Regions from separate parts of the Zea mays genome. Here regions 1 and 2 are each linked to region 3. Evidence: chromatin contacts called from public Hi-C data. All regions are on one chromosome and are shown on one strand. The core of a region is the stretch at or near the end of the contact, and the rest is flanking DNA. Distances in the headings are between cores, read along the strand shown. Region 1 holds the start of LOC100280486. Region 2 holds the start of LOC100383306 (ubiquitin carboxyl-terminal hydrolase 12). Region 3 holds the start of LOC100193627 (Pumilio homolog 12).

What was found. A called contact is a pair of places that touch in the nucleus more often than the background predicts.
Region 1: a contact with region 3 is called in a Hi-C map of endosperm, with 3 times the contacts expected there. The contact joins the promoter of LOC100280486 here to the promoter of LOC100193627 in region 3. A contact is called at or near these places in 4 of 25 Hi-C or Micro-C datasets (ear, endosperm, leaf and 1 more).
Region 2: a Hi-C map of ear shows a contact between it and region 3, with 3 times the contacts expected there. The contact joins the promoter of LOC100383306 here to the promoter of LOC100193627 in region 3. A contact is called at or near these places in 4 of 25 Hi-C or Micro-C datasets (ear, leaf, tassel and 1 more).

The regions. Positions count from the first base shown.
Region 1 is chr10:13,436,820-13,440,053 of Zm-B73-REFERENCE-NAM-5.0, forward strand. LOC100280486 reads left to right here and starts at 1,554. Exons shown (of 2, transcript NM_001153406.1): 1 at 1,554-1,906; 2 at 2,799-3,234. The coding sequence starts at 1,814. The coding sequence ends at 3,026.
Region 2 is chr10:13,131,474-13,134,628 of Zm-B73-REFERENCE-NAM-5.0, forward strand. LOC100383306 (ubiquitin carboxyl-terminal hydrolase 12) reads right to left here and starts at 1,676. Exons shown (of 31, transcript XM_020545177.2): 1 at 1,427-1,676; 2 at 1,196-1,277; 3 at 930-1,080; 4 at 678-835. The coding sequence starts at 1,456. It also overlaps the pseudogene LOC118473509.
Region 3 is chr10:13,295,657-13,299,178 of Zm-B73-REFERENCE-NAM-5.0, forward strand. LOC100193627 (Pumilio homolog 12) reads left to right here and starts at 2,136. Exons shown (of 6, transcript NM_001309886.1): 1 at 2,136-2,374; 2 at 2,944-3,522. The coding sequence starts at 3,054.

The DNA of each region.
Region 1 (3,234 bases), core at 304-2,803, 140 kb after region 3:
CACCAGGGGCTGCGGCACCTTGACCGTCCTCACCGTTGACGACATTGATGTCAATTCGAGCCTGATTAGTGTTGCTGAATAGGTCATCCCGCCTAGCTTGCAAGTCATCCTCGTCATCCTATGTCTGTCCCCATCATCTTGAACTCATAGTTCATGGAGGTTAGGTCATGCCGACCCTCCATCGACAACACATCAGTTCCTCGCTATCTGCAAGTGAGAGGAAACAAGAGACAATTAGTTAGGGTTAGGGTTTGGTGAGGAGTCGAGAAGCGAGAGCGTAGCTAGACAGGAGCAATGAAACCACCTATGGCGAACAAGATGACCATGATAAAAAGTGATAACAAGGTAGTGAGAATGAGCCAATGAGGCAGCTAGAGAGAGAGGCGGGGAGTAGAGGTCAGAGGTAGAGTGGAAGGTAGGAGTGGGAGGGTAGATAAGACAAACAAAATAGATGGCCTAACAGGAAGCACATCATGGCATGAACACCATTGACATAGATCCAGTCCACCGTCACCGAAGAAGAGGAAGGCCACCGACACCAGATCTTGATCTACATGTGACAGAGAAGAGGAGAGTGGCTAGAGAAGAGAAGATGTCTTCGGAGGCAATGAGGAGGAGGGAGCAAGGGACAACGTTGTTGGCTCGTGCGTCGAAGGGATAAGAGGAGGGGGTTAGAGTTTGCTAGGAGAAGGAGGGCGACCGAACGAGGGAGTGCCAGGGCAGATTTTATGCAATGGCGGGGAGGCAGGCATCGTCGCCGCGTCGAAGGCGTTAAGGAGGGAGTGAGGGAGCTCGCCGCCTTAGAGGGGGAGAGGAGGGGTAAGGGATTGTTAGAAGCAGAAGGGCGAAGGGTAGCGTGGGACCGCCACGAGGGGCAGGTTTCATACGACAGTGGGGTGTGGACTTCACAGACCGACCAATTTAGTTGTATTGTACGATCAACATATCGTGTTTACTGTATAACCCAAACACAACACGTAAATCGATCGAGTCAGCACAAACCTATTTTCTAACATAATGTGTCATGTTGCGGCCCGTCAATCCTTATCGGTTCCAGACCACTTGGTTGGCACGGTCCATCTAGACATCTATATTTCCCTACAACACAAGTTAATGTGCCATCTATAAACAGGCACGCAAGCGATGATTAAAAGCAATAATCCAATGTGGCATGTAGTTAGTGAAGAAAGAGGTTGTAGCCGTGTCGTGGCTCGTGGTCCGATGCTAAGAAGACCGTGAAACAACCGGTGTACGACGACGGCAACAAAGGATGCCTATCGTGTACTTGTGCAGCAGCAGCTCCATAAAAACTACAATAAAGACTATTATATGAATTAAAAACTATATAGACATCGTAAATAGATAACTTATTATATAATTTGTCTTTTTGTGTTGTCTGTATTACTGTATGTGTTTTTAATATATGTATGTGGGCTGTACATGCCCTAATCCACCATCTCACTCCTGATTCCGACGCCAACCCCCTGCCCTGCCGCCGTCTCTCTCTAACCCGCTTCTCCACCTCCCTCACATCGGCTACTCTCCGCGCGCCTACCGTTCCGCGCCGCATCGGTGAGTACCTCCGTCGCGCTTACAGGCTAATCTCACCCTCACGTCCTCCGCTCCTCCCTTTCCCGTGCTCGGATTTGGGGGTCCAGCGGTTCCTTGTCCACCATGTTTCTCCCATCATCGATGCGGTTTTCGGTTCTGGAAAAAAAATGTAATTGAATTGAAAGAACTGGTGTTCCGACCCTTGGATTGCAGGATTGGGTGGTCGGGGCCTAGTCGAGGTTTCGCGGGACAGCGTCGGTCCATGGCGGAGCTTGTGGGACCGCGCGTCTACAGTTGCTGCACTTGCCGGAACCACGTTTGCCTTCACGACGACGTCATCTCCAAGGCCTTTCAGGTCCGAACTCCCCGCAATTACCTCTCCTTCACTACCGGGCGAGTTGTTTCTTAGGAGGTTCTGCAATTACCAGGACACCTCTGTTCTCTACGAAACCGAGAGTCCTTCCGTAGGTCATACACTCAAAAGAATACTTATATCTGTCTTTTTTATTTGTATTAGCTAGGTCTAGTAAATCAAACACCGCATTGCTAGCTAACCTTTAGCTGGCCAATACATTTGGTTCTTTTAGTCACTAGACTAAAGTTTAGTCACTAAAGCACACCGTTTGGTTCTAGTGACTAAATCAGACTAAAGAGCATTAATTGTTGTGAATAATGACTGTATTATCCCTATTAATTAGTGGATGTTTGCTGCAAGAAGAAAGTGTAGAAGATAAATAAGGTAACAATCCTACTTTAGTTCCATTTAGTCACTCCTTGGTGACTAAAGAACTAAAGTTTAGTCACCTCACTTTAGTCACCATGTTTGCTTATTTAGAGACTAAAAGTGATTAAACTTTAGTCACTAAACTTTAGTCACCCCAAACCAAACAGGGCCTTAGCTAAACTTGAGTTGGGTGGAACCAAACAGAGCCTATCCATTAATAGATATTTAAAAAAACTAAACTTTGCATCACCTATCCATTCATATTTTTATTTATAATTTTCCGGGCACATTTGGATATCCTTTTTTCCCAAATGGGAGCTTGGGAATCTGGGAAGAATGGAATACTGGATACCTTCTCGTTGACTTGGTGCTGAACGCACAACCAAAAACCAGGATCCCAAGTATTGTGTCTGAAACAATTTGTAAGCTCTGTGTCATTAGGGACTGGAAAATTCTTTGTAACTAGCTGAGTCTTCTGCTGGCGCCTGGATGATGATGCCTTCTTCCTTTTTTTCTGTTTTAGGGGAGGAATGGCCGTGCGTTTCTGTTCTCTCATGCCATGAACGTAGTTGTGGGGGCGAAGGAGGATAGACACCTCATGACAGGGCTACACACAGTTGCTGATATCTACTGTAATGACTGCCGTGAGGTGTTGGGCTGGAAGTATGTGAGAGCATATGAAGAGACGCAGAAATACAAGGAAGGAAAATTCATATTCGAGAAGTCAAAGATTGTGAAGGAAAACTGGTAGTGCCCCCAAGTTGCCAATCACCAAATGTTCTGGTGAAGATGAAATGGCCATTTAGTGTGCTTTTGGATGTTTGTGTCCTTGTAAATAGCTTTTCCTCCGTGGATTGCAGTGCTAAGGTGCCCCATGTTCACGCCTCAGTGACAATTGTAAAGCACACACTTGTTCATGTTCATTTGTGTGAATAAGGTACTTCATTTGGTTATTTGGT
Region 2 (3,155 bases), core at 426-2,925, 160 kb before region 3:
TATATATATATATATATATATATATATATATATACCATGCACTATAACAAATGGCACTATAACAATAATCAACTCTGTATGTGATTGATGATCTACATACATCCTAACAAAAGGCACATTCAAAAATATTAATGCAGCTATTTGCAAAGAAATCTTTTTTTCAAAGATAACAAATGCAGTAAAGATGACAAGCACACATGAGAGTTGAGACGCTAGTTTGAGTTGTCACTTTGCCAAAAATGTTAAGAAAAAGACACGCAGCTGAGGAACATCCTACAGAAATCAAGTAAATATGAAAAAAACTAGAAGTGAATTAATCCCCTTAAAAATTAAAGTAACTTAAAATAAACATTATATTGAACTTAAAAACTTTATGTACCACGCATGTGCTTCATACACATATCCTGATTCAGAATAACATAGGGAAAGAGATTCACCCTTGTCTATGATTTTGTATATTAGTTGTAATTATGGGCAAATAGAATGTGCACCTCATTCCAGATATAACATCATGCTATCATGATAAAAGTTTGACAAGTGTCAATGATCAAATAGCTGCAATGGACTCATCATGTTCCAGCTCAGTTGAAGACTTGTAAATTATAGCCCTTAAAACTTCCATGATGGAATGGCATTCACAAGACAAGCATAAGACCATTAAATGAAGAAAGAGATACCTTTCCGAATTGTATACTTTGGGTGGACCTGATTCACAACAGCCAAGCTGAACTGAGCATACCGGCTCCACCCATATGGGAGGCTCCCAGAATCCGCAACATCCAAATACAACGATAAGTGATCCACATTGTTCCCCTTGGGGAAAATTAGCACACGCCTGCAAGCAAAAAGTAGCACGTCCATTAAAACTCTCCAGACATCTACCCATGCTTCCAGTAGCGGTCACAGTGGCAAGGGATCCAAAAGGTCACCATTTGTATCCTCCAACGACGAACGCATCAGAGTAGTGCTTCTTAGTGTTAAGACGACTGAAGCTTTCAATTGTCCAGGTGAAGCGCGACGTCTGCGGGTCCTCGGGTGGCTGGGTCTCCGCTGTGTTGGCGGGTTCTGTCTGCGCAACAACTAGCAGCAGCAACCACGACAGCAACCACCACGTGTGAGATGACATCAACGAGAACTGAAACACATAAACACACCAACACAAGCACAGAGGGCGAGAGAAGGCTCAAGTCCTCACCTTCCATCGGCTGTGGGGCAGGTTCTGGGCCAGCGACAGGGAGCTCCTGGTGCGGCACCAGCATCTCGTCCCCCTGCTGCTGCTGCGAGGAGGGAAGAGCGCGGGCTGAGGAGTCAGATCCAGCTCGGCGCGTAAACCTTGGCGCGCACCCGAGCACCCTCATCGGCGCGGCGGCGAGGGGGGCTGGCCGCGGAGATCGGGGCGAGCTAGCTTTTGTATGAGAGCACGTACCTCGAGAGGGGGCGGCGTCATCATAGTCATGGGGTCCTCGTCGCCCGCACTGCGGTGGGTGTGAGAGAGGCGGCCGCCAAGCAGCGGCGGCGGCGGACGGCGGCGGGAACAGGAGGAAGAACGGCCGAGGTCGAGGGCGGATGCGAGCCCGAGGCCGAGGCAGACGAGGGGAAGTTGCTGATATGGTGAAGCGGAGCACGGGTCGGTCGCGTGCTGTCGGGAACGATTTGGAGTTTTTTTTTCTATTATGACACTCGTTTTAACAGGCTTCTCTGTTATGATTCTCAACTCTATCTTCTCCCTAATCAGTGGCGGAGGACGGATAAATTTTTTTTGGTATTGCTCTACTTCGTATAATATTTAGCACACAAACCAATTAAATTGCAAAATAAAAATGCACAAACATATATAAAAGTAGAACATTGTCTAAAATTAGAATAAATTGTTAAGAAACATGTGCGCAGTAAAAAAATAGATAATACAATATTATACTTATAATTTTCCTAGATAAGTCTTGGAGATCTAGACAATTGCATTTGTCTATCATTATACTTAAATGACTTCTTAATACTTAAAGTGCAAGTGCGAGTTGTGAATTATATGATTTGTGATTATTATCGTCTTTCTCAATTAGGTATGGCTTAAGCTATACTTAGCCACAATGGGCCCTCCGCCTCTGTCCCTAATTTTTACTACTCTATAAGATCTTAGTGTAGACCGCGTGCACCATGGTTCTGCCTCTCCCATCCATACAGTCTCCGATGAGTGGCCGCATGTTGGCAGTCCGTGCCCCCTCCCAGTTTCCTTCGCCTCCTCTCCCACTATTCATTTACAGCAGGTTCTCCCTCCTCCCCATTTCCTCCGCCTCCTCTCCCGCTCACAAGCCAACGGCCGAATCGGCCGTCGCTCCCCTCACCATGGAGGACGACGATACCGACCTCGGCGACGGGGGCAATGCCTCCACTCTACATGGAGGAGGGTCGCAGTGGAAACCCACGGCACCGACGCCGAGGCGAGCGCAAGCCAGGGCCAGGCACCGATGGGACGGCGCATGCCACTGCCAGACGGCATCTCCCCCCCTCCCCGTCAGCGGCGGCGGTGATGCGTAGGCGCCCATGCCGCTCCTGCCGTCGCTCAAGCTGGACCTGTTCCACCGCGTGGCGGCCGCGGGAACGGGCACGGGCGCCGCCGTCGTACGCTTCCCTTTTGGCAGCATCCCCGTTACGCACCTGTACTATTTTTTCGGGCAGACCGCAGCCACCGCGGAAGCAGGGTGTCGTGTGCTCAAGCTGGCGTCGACGGTCACCGTGGCGTAGAGCGACTCGGACTGTTCGTCGGTAGTGGATCTGTCGCCGTCGCCATCGGTCGCTGTGTCGGCGAGGAAGCCCACCGTGTTCGATCTCGACCTGAACTGCTCATCGCCAACGGAGGCGGGAGCATAGTCGCCGGAGCTTTTAATGACTGTCTGTCTGTTAGTTTCTTTCTTCGCCTTTTTCCCGGTAGAGGAAAATTTGGTACTACGCTGAGAGACGCTCTTGTCCGACAGAGGACGACAGATATTTTTGTAAATAGTTTTTGCGCTGGGGACCTTGCTTTAGCTGATGATGAAAGTTGTATTGTCACCCAAGACAGGTCGTGCCCCTCCCCGCGGTCGCCTACAACGCCTTTGCAGCTATGATAATTCAGAGTAAAGATTTATGTTGATTCTCTGCAGAATTATTTTTTAAAG
Region 3 (3,522 bases), core at 886-3,385:
AACACACGGTGGGGAAGCAAAGCCATTAAAAAAAGCCGGGATAGAATCCATCGGTGCTGCTTCTAAAGTACCAACCGATCGAGGAAGGTACTGCTAATGCGAGAGATTTCACATTCATTTATGTTTTAAGTTTGTGTCTGGTTGAGCTTTTTAAAAAAAACATAATACATCCTAAAATTCGCAGGATACTTTATATTTGCTTTTCGCTCTTGGTGTTTTTTCTATTTTTTAATGAGTGTGAACACAGATACTTGTTTGTTTCACACTTGTTTTAGATATACAGAGAGATCAGAGAGTGGGTAGTAGGTTTTACACCTTGCATGCAGCTTGCACCCAGCTGCAACTTGCAATTTTTTCTACATTCACAATAACTTCTCTCCTACGTGTAAACTAAACAGATCATGATATTAAAGTGTTTAAAACCCCACACAAGATTATATGGCACTTTAGGTTAATATTCTTTTCTCGAGCACCAATCACATGCATATGCATCTGCTACCAAGCTCAAAACACGCGAGATTAATTAATATGTCAATTTGTTTTTTTATCACGTAATAATACATCCTGAAATTCGCAGAATACTTTATATTTTAGGATGGAGATGGAGTAAATAACAAGTGTCTTTAAACAATACGTACAGAGGGCCATATGTTAATTTCTTTATGCAAGCCGGTTTAAGGCATGTTCGTTTTTTCAGGATTGAAATAGGATTCGTTCCAACTCATCAAAATTTATATAAATTAGAGAAGTAATCCGGCTAGGAACCATTCCAGAGCTCCAATCCGTGCAAACCGAACCGGACCTTAGTCGGGGGTTTATTTGTATTTAAAGTAATGACATACCAGTATATTTAAGGGATATTTGAATGCACTAGAGCTAATACATAGTTGGCTACAAAATTGCTAGTAGAATTAGCTAACTAATAAGTAATTTGCTAATTTACTAATAATAGCTAATAGTTGAACTATTAGTTATGGTGTTTGGATGTCTCCAACTAATTTTAGCTACTACCTATTAGCTTTAGTGCATTCAAACACCCCCTTAATGATTTTGCATGTTAAGAGAGATAGATAGTTTCTAGATGAAACGTTGTCACAGTTAACAACACGCGCGTGGGATGGATAACGAGCTAACCCTACTTAAGGTCTGTTCGGTTTCACTCCAATCTCTATGTGGATTTGAGGTGATTTGATAGGTTTAAATCCATAGCAAGTCAACATATCTACTAACTTTTTTAATCTCATCCAATTTATAGGAATAACCGAACAAGGTCTTACTTTTGTCATGTTTTTTTTTATTAAAAATGATATACTACTATTTATCATGGTCTCTTAAGTTATTTGAGACCCAACTTCAAATAGAGCTTGATGAGCCGAGCTAGAGTCAAAAGACACTCAAAATCAATCTATTTTTATTTGAAAAGACTCAACCAGAGCATTTTGATACAAGCAGCCACCGCGGGCACCGGGGAACAGCAGAACACAAAAAGACATAACAATACCGATAACAATACAGTAAAAATCCATCACTAAAATTGTAGCATGAGAGAAAGCAAACATAAAATCATGTTGTAAGATGAAATGCCTTGGCATGTTGTGTAGTGTTTAGCAAGAGAGAAATCTACGAGAAAAAAGTGACTTGGTCCATGCATCACGATGCACTAAAAACAAGTAGAGAAGTGACTATAATACCCTCACCATGGATGACATCCTCGAATCTGTTGTAAACGTGAGTACTGTGATACGGTCACGTAGAATGCGCATCTTAAGGCCAAAGCAATAGGCATATAGGGAAGCCAAAAAAAGTGACTGCAGAATTATCTTTGGTATAATAATATAATTTCTTTCAAAAAAATGGTAGAGAGCAAAAATAGCACTATTCGATTTGTATTGATAATCTCGTATTATTCTCGTTTGAAGAACTTGCGGTTGGGGCTGCATGCAGTCCGTGCATGCTTGCATGGCAGCAGGCTAGTAGCATCATGTCATGTGTCACCCCCCCTCCACGAACTTTTCTGACTGCATGTTGCCCCCAGATGAGATCCCAGCTGCGGAGAGAGCGAGGGGCAGAAGCGTCCACCCGTTCATCACGGAGCCACGAAACAGAACAGGGGGAAGGAAACCAAAGCCCTCCCCGGAAACAAATGCCCCGTCTTCCTCTGCTCTCTCTCCCCTCTCCCTCTCCCTCTCTCCTCCTTTCGTCTCCTTCTCGCGTAAGCCTTGCCTTGCCCTGCCCTCAAAATCCCTCACAAAATCATCACCTCCACCCGCCGCCTCTCCCCCAATTCTCCCCGGCGGCGCGCCCTCCCCGAGGCAACTCGACCGTGCGGCGGCGGCGCTCCGGCTAATGCGCGTGCTCCCCTCAGCCTTTCCTGGTAATCATCTACTACTAACCTCTCTCCCTGTGACGTCTCTTGCCTGGGTCGATCGGGGCCACGTGTGTCTCCGGATCGGTTTGATCGCGCGGTTGTGACCAAGATCGGGTTTTTCGCGGCGGGGCCTTAGGTTCCTGGCGACGCGTTCTCGTGATCGGGGGGGTTTTATCGGGTTTTTTCGCGATCTTGGCGTGTGCGGGTGGGTTTCGTGGGCATCGGATTGCCGTCAGTTTCACCGACCATTTTTTTTGGGGTCATCTTTGCGCGAGCGCAATACGATCAAGGATTCAGTAGCGAAATCTTCTACTCTTGGTTGTTCTGTTCACCGAGAATACTCACGGTTTTCTCTGTGTTCATGGATTCTTTGGGATTCATAGCGCTGGTGTGATCATAGGTACTTTGTCCTCCTTGCCATCTGGACACCAAAATTCTATGGCCATGTGACAATTCCCCGTTTTCGCCAGACACCCTGCTGTCTCCTGCTCTTGTCTTCGTGCCGGATTTCGTACCAACGCTTTCTTTTTTATTTGGTAACGATTTTTTTTGTCATTGTTCCTGTGATCATTTAGGTGATTTTGTGTTATCCGTGCGTCACACGTAACTCTGGGTGCCGTAGTGTTGGTGAAACTACCTGCATTGTGTGATCGAGTTTGGCTTCGTGGACTCTTCTGGTACTGATATGGACGAAGCCCCGGGTAATCAGGACAATCTGCCATTCCTTGGCAACTTCACTGGAGCCATGTTTTATGGGGAACAATCTGCAGGGTGTTCTTCTCTCGAGGCAGGGTGGGTTCCTATGAGTGAAAGGATCCCTGCTCAGCATGATATAGCAATGGCGCGAGGTAACTGGAATGGTCTGGGCATAATGGACAATGCCAATTTGTTTGATGAGCAGGCATTGGTATCTGCATTTGGTAACATGGGATTGAGCCTCACTGGTAATGCTGCTGCTGATTCTTCTGCTCACTCTGGCACTGTTGGATCCAGGGATGGACTCCTTTTTGCAGACTCTTTGTTTACATCGGCTGATTACCCAACAAATCTGCCACATCAGCCAGCGTTTGGTCAAGATGAGTTTGTGCCTTCATATTATACGGTCCACAATGCTGGACACATGAAAACAAAGTTTGGTGCACAAAATCCTCCAA